Regions from separate parts of the Triticum aestivum genome. Here region 1 is linked to region 2. Evidence: chromatin contacts called from public Hi-C data. All regions are on one chromosome and are shown on one strand. Each heading gives the region's core, a stretch centred on a gene start, on an enhancer-like site or on the middle of the called end of the contact. The rest is flanking DNA. Distances are from core to core; before and after follow the strand shown. Region 1 holds the start of LOC123110660 (protein NEN1). Region 2 holds the start of LOC123110659.

Region 1 (3,035 bases), core at 369-2,868, 640 kb before region 2:
TCTTAATTGTAAGTAAGTCCTTGGCGTGTATTAGGAGCCAAGAACCAGCTCCCGGTGTTGAAACAAACAAACAAACAAACAAACAACTAGATGGCGCGGGGCGCTCACCGTGCAGGAGGTCGTAGACCTTGTCGGCGACGTCGCGGAAGCACGGCGCGGCAGCGACGGCGTCACGCGTGATGCCGTTGCAGCGCACGGAGGCGGCGGAGACGACGCCGAGGTCGGCGGGGCGCACGAGCGTGGCGTAGCAGGCGACCTCGACGAGGCGGCGCGGGCACACCAGGATGGCCCCGAACTCGAGCAGCGCGTAGCCCTGCCCGGCCCGCTGCGGCACCGACGTCTCCAGGTCGAAGAAGGCGATCTCGGCGCCCCCCGCCTGCGGCCCCGCCGTCGACCCCTCCTCCACCGTAGCTGCAGCCACAGACCCCGTCTCCATTTGGGACCCTTGGGTAGATTCCAACTTTCCAAGGGAAGGAAGGGCAGGGGCAGGGGCAGGTGGTTGATGGAGGCGGCCCCGGGTGGGCAAGCGCTGGATAAATAGGAGGAGGAGGCGGCAGCTCGGGCGAGGGCTTGCGTGGGAGGTGGGGGTGGAAGGAAGGTGGCGTGACGGGAGCGGCGGCGATGGGGAGGAGAGAGGTGTTGGAGGAAGAAATGCCGCGGTGGCGGTGGCGGTGCCGTGGAGGTGGGGGCCGGGATAGGAGTTCGGGTTGGATTTGGGTTTGCTCAAGCAAAACCGAACTCTTCCTTTTTCTTCTTCTTCTTTTTGTTTTTGCGGGAAAGAGTGAAAAAGGTATATACCTAAACCCAAATTCCTAGGGCGTGTTTGGTTGCCTGGGTGACTCTAGCCTGCATCGCATGGGGGATCCTGGATGAGCGTGGCCTGGTTGAGCTGATGCAGAGATTGGTTGAGATGTGTGTTTGGTAGACTGTATGATATTGTTGCATTAGAGATGCTAATCTTAAAGTGGCCGATTTACCCTCTTTTGCAATGAGTTTCGCTACAGCACCTGCTGCTCTAGCTAATTGCCCACCCCTTCCACGTGTGATTTCTATGTTATGCATGGCCGTGCCTAAGGGCATATCGGTTGAAGTAGATTTTTCTTTTCTCTCAAAAACCCCCTTCCCAAACTGTACAAGCTTCTTCCAAAGCATATACAACAAATGTTGTTTGGTGGACTGCATTTGAGTTTAAGTCTGTGAGCTTTCCTCTTCCAATTTCAATCATTTCAACTGGATCTGGACCATTCGATGGAACATGTAAAAGAACGCTAAGCTGAACTCATGTTTCAATTTTTATTTATCAAAAAATTTCTCAAAGAAAGGAAAACATTATCACCGATCTAGACAATTCAGAAAACAAATCAAACGAGGAGGTGGAGGGTGACGAGTTGGCTGGGGCGCAGATGGGCGGCGGGGAGGAGATGCCGACGGCGAGATTCAGCTGCGGCTCGCCGGAAGGATTGGGAGCGGTGGCGCAGTTTGAGGGGAGAGAAGGGGAAAAACGCGACGCCCGTTGCGGCTCGCAGCACGCAGGTGCTCCCCTCTCCCCTTCTTCCTCTAGATTGGTGGCGGACGGCGTGTTCCCCGGCGTGGGCATGGAGTAGCACCGGCGAGGGAGCTCGGACGGGTGGTGGATGAGGCGGCTGTCCAGGTGGCGTGGGCATGGAAGAGGGCAGGCTAGGGTGCCTGGACTGGTGGTGAATGAGGGAGCTCGGACCGCTGGTGGACGAGGGAGCTCAGGCGGCGGCGGCGGCGGCGATGGGTTACTCGATCCAATCTGATGCGTGAGAGAGAGGAGGAGGAGAAGGAGACACGGGACGGGAGTTGTGGCTGCACGCGCGAGCCTGGCTCGGAGATACGGCCGATTCGTGCGTGCCCCTCAGCCTGGCTGAGAGGCCTCCTTTTGCATCGGTTGGGCCAGGCCGAGCAGGCCGCACAGGCCACCAAACACAATAGATTTTGCATGGCGAGTGCGACCCGGGTGCCACACAAGAAACCAAACACGTCCCTAGTGCACGCGTGCTATTCGACAGAAAGAAGCACACCCGCTACATGACAGGCAAGCACACGGCGCTAAGAGCATCTCCAACAGTCGCGCAAAAATATGCGCGCGCGGTAAATTGGTTTTTTAGCACGCACGGCCCGGTTTCACGCGCTCCAGCGGTGGCGGCAAACTAGCGCGGGCGGGAAAAGGCGGCAGCTCGCGTGCTAGATTTGGCGCACCGCGTCCGGCGCGCTTATAAAATTGTAGCGCCCTCTGCCGCTCTCTCTCGCTCCCTCCACTGCTTTCTCTCCTCGCCGCCGACACGCCACCACCGCGCCACCATGTCGCCTCGCCACTAGGGAGGTTCGGGCTACCGCGGCATTCGCGTGCGTTCGTCCGGTACCTATTCCGCCTCGATTCAGTCGGGCGGCGGCGTGCGCCTCGGCCTCAGAACCTTCGACACCGCCCAGGATGGCGTCCGCGCGTACGACGCTGCGGCGTGGCACCTCCTGCGATCCCGTTGGGACATGAACTTCACCGACGTGGCGACACGGGAGCGGGCACAGGAGCTGGCGCCTTTCCCGTGGCTTAACACTGACGAGAATCATCGCAAACACCGGAGACGGGAGCGCCGTCTTAGCCTGGCCGAGATGGACGAGGAAGCCATGGAGCTGTGGAGGCAACGCTTTCCGCAAGACATCATCAACGAGGAACAGTTCTGCGCCGAGAGGAGGGCGGAGAGGGAGGAGAGAAGGAAGGAGCAAGCCGCCTATCGCGAGGACAAGTGAACGTGGAAGGCGGTCGCTAAATACAACATGGCGCTAGGAGATGTGTCGTCCTGGGACTCCCACGACGAGCGGTTCCTTGACGCCTATGCAAAGACGTCGGAGAAGGACATCACCGAGGCAGAGTCCGAGTCGGAGAATGACGAGTAGTAGTAGTTTTCGTTTTATTTTGTATTGTAAAAGCAGGCTATGTGGACGAAGTAGAACTATATATCGTTGGAGAAACCTAGATGTACGCATTTTGTATCGTAGAAGCAGGCTATGTG
Region 2 (3,021 bases), core at 250-2,749:
CTGGATCCACAGACTTCTTCCAGGAGTGGCGACAGATTGATTTATGTCCTTCCCTGCTACACAAGGTTTCTTTGGTAATGACAATAACACATCATCCTTTTTTGCTGGTCTTTTGAAACTTTTGCTGATTTGCTTCAAAATCTCAGTATTTGATCTTGATGCTATGGGAGCCTGTTTCATGCTACCCTTGTCTATAAAGATCACATCCCCAGGAGCATTACATTTGCCTGGTTCGCAAGGCAGGGGAACTAGTGGACGGAATGTAGTATATCCATGAGGCCGTGCAGCTTCACTACTATAAACATGAGAAGAGACCACCGAAGGGGGCAATGGACGGAGTGAGGTAAACTTTGTTTGAGTTGTTGATGCAGCAGTGCTCTGAATAGAGTAACCAGACATACAGTGTGATATTGGGGTCATTTGTGTCATGCTGCTGCTGATTTCAGAGGAAAAGCTGAACTGAGATGGCCCTGGTCTTGTTTCAACAAATAATTTGAACTTGTTCCATGGATCGTATGATGGCCTTGGTGCAACACTAGGCATGCATCTGCCCTGAGCAGGACCTAGTTGTCGTTGATTAGCAGTACTCTGAACTTGATTTGCCACAGCTGGTCGCTGATGCCCTACCTGGCCTCATTGTACCTGCTCACCGGTTGCATAAACACCTTGTTTGGCACAGTTAGTTGAGATTGATGACCCTGATTTGCTTTTGCTGAAATCGGACCCTTCCTCAGCTGCTGGAACAGAAGAAAAACGTGATACATACATACTCAGATGGTGATCTCCCTTGCTAGTTCCTGCATGAATAGATGTTGCCGGGAATTGCATAGTTACGAACTTCCACTCTTTCAGAGCTCGGACACTGTCTGGAACCCGTACTAAATGCAGTATCATCTGACAATTTTCTTCAGCTTGCGCCCGTGCAAACTGAAGTCCGCGCCAGCAAAATTTTGACCAAGCCGCAGGGCAGCTGAGCTCAACATCTGGGGCAATCAACGTGATTACCTGGCAAAATGACAAAGCTCGGAGTGAATTTCAGAACAGTTGATTTGTAAACTTCGATCAGAGGCAACCCTAGAAATCCATATAGGTCAATAAATAAACTAACCTAATAGAGACTAACCTATTAAAATTTCAGGCCCGAGGCAGAGGCCGGAAGTTGAATTCGATCCGAGATTCGGCCACCGCCACGGATTCCGCCTTCTTCTTCTTAGATCTGAGATTGGGGAACTCGGAAGTCATTTTCCCCCTTCCATATCGGCCGATGCGTGAACGCACCGGAGCCAAAACCAATCAGAGTCTGACAGGCGGGGGCCATCCAATTCCTCACGGCGGATTAACCCACATAGACACGCTTTCCTTGTAGAGGGCCAGAGGCCACACGGCTCAATTTTCGAAACATTAGCCCCCACCCAAGCGAGCCCCCCGCCCCCCTCATCCCACCACATTTCACACTACCGCCCAAAAGAGAAGAGAAGAGAGAGAGAGAGAGGCTCCCATGGCGGGTCTCGGATCTCCACCTGCCAGCGATAGCCCGGGTGGTTGGGGCGAGTTACCCGTCGACATCCTCATCGTTCTGGTGTTCGACTACCTGGACTGCTTCAAGGACCGCCTCGCCGTCGCCGGAGTCTGCAAGGCGTGGCGCCGCGTCGTCTCCGACCTGCGCGCGCCGCCGATCCCCTGGCTTCTCCTCCCACACCGCGGCGCCCTCCCTCCCTCCTTCGTCTGCCTGCTCGGCAACGGAGGTAACCCCCACGACCACCCCGTCCCCGCAATCCTGCACCACATGCCGCGGCATATCAGCTCGGCGAGGCAGGGGGGCTGGATTTTGGTGGGAACAAAGGATCGCAACTATGAGCTGGTGAATTTCAACTCGGGCGCGCGGCTAAGCCTCCCACACTGTATGCGGGACATCCGCGACCGCATCAGCGATCAAAGGTTCGTCCGCATCAGCGCCGCCGCCATATCGCCGCCGCCTCCCGGACTCGGGTATGTCGACCCGACGGCCCTCTCCGACTCCACCTCCGCGGCCCTCCATGTCTCCCCACTCTACGAGACCGAGTACACCATTCCAGTTCCAGGCTTCACCATCGCCGCCATCATGGTGGGGAATACCCAGCTCGCCTTCTGGCCACTTGCTAATGGGACGATCTGGACACCTGCGCCAAGGAACGCGGGGGGTTTGGCGGGGGGCCTGGAGGACGTCATCTTCTACAACGAGTCATTCTGTGTCCTGACTCGCAACGAGAACATTCTCAAGTACCACATGCCACAGGCACAGAACAGAGCATGCACAGTATGCGCTCGGGGAGGTGCATCTTCTATCCAAGGCCACCCGGAGTCGCGCCTGAGCCGGTCGTTGCCCGCTTCCTAGTGGAGAGCCGCGGGAGGCTTCTCATGGTGATCCAGATCGCGCCTCTCGCAGACGTGCTTGGTGAGCCTCGCCTCACCACAGGCTTCAGAGTCTTCTCCATGAAAAGCCCTACCGGCGAGCTTGGTCTGCACCGTTGGGTCGAGGAAGATCTTGGCAACCGCCTGATCTTTGTTGGGCGAGGCTGCTCACGCTCCTTCAATACATCGGACCTGCACCTGCGCTCTGGCATTTATTTCCTCGACACGAGTACCTTTGATGTGGTCAGGCCCAAGGTGTACCCTAACAATGACATGGGCGTGTGGCTGCCCCACGGCTTGGTCGACCGACCATTTCCAGATCAGGAGGTCTCCTCATCGGTAGCGCCAGCAGTCTGGGCGCTGCCCTTCAGGTTATGATTTTCTTCATCTGTTCATACCCTTGTGTACTGCTTGCTGCTAGTATATTCAGGTTTTGATTGTTCTTGATTGATGGTTTAGGATTCAAGGAGGTGATAGCACTGAAGAAACTGCCGAGGAGGAGCTGCTTGAAACGCATGTACAAGAAGATGATGTTCATGGAAGATGATGTGGTTGCTAGCTTGATCTGGTTACCTTTACTGTTCTGGAGTTAGCTTTTTGATTTTGCTCTTCACTGAAGATGGTGCTTGA

Evidence for each region. A called contact is a pair of places that touch in the nucleus more often than the background predicts.
Region 1: a contact with region 2 is called in a Hi-C map of leaf, with 8 times the contacts expected there. The contact joins the promoter of LOC123110660 here to the promoter of LOC123110659 in region 2. A contact is called at or near these places in 3 of 5 Hi-C or Micro-C datasets (all in leaf).

What each region holds. Positions count from the first base shown.
Region 1 is chr5B:108,217,557-108,220,591 of IWGSC CS RefSeq v2.1, reverse strand. It overlaps LOC123110660 (protein NEN1), which reads right to left and starts at 1,618. Exons shown (of 6, transcript XM_044531239.1): 1 at 109-1,618. The coding sequence starts at 436.
Region 2 is chr5B:107,580,216-107,583,236 of IWGSC CS RefSeq v2.1, reverse strand. It overlaps LOC123110659, which reads left to right and starts at 1,499. Exons shown (of 2, transcript XM_044531238.1): 1 at 1,499-2,762; 2 at 2,851-3,021. The coding sequence starts at 1,499. The coding sequence ends at 2,374. It also overlaps the pseudogene LOC123110658.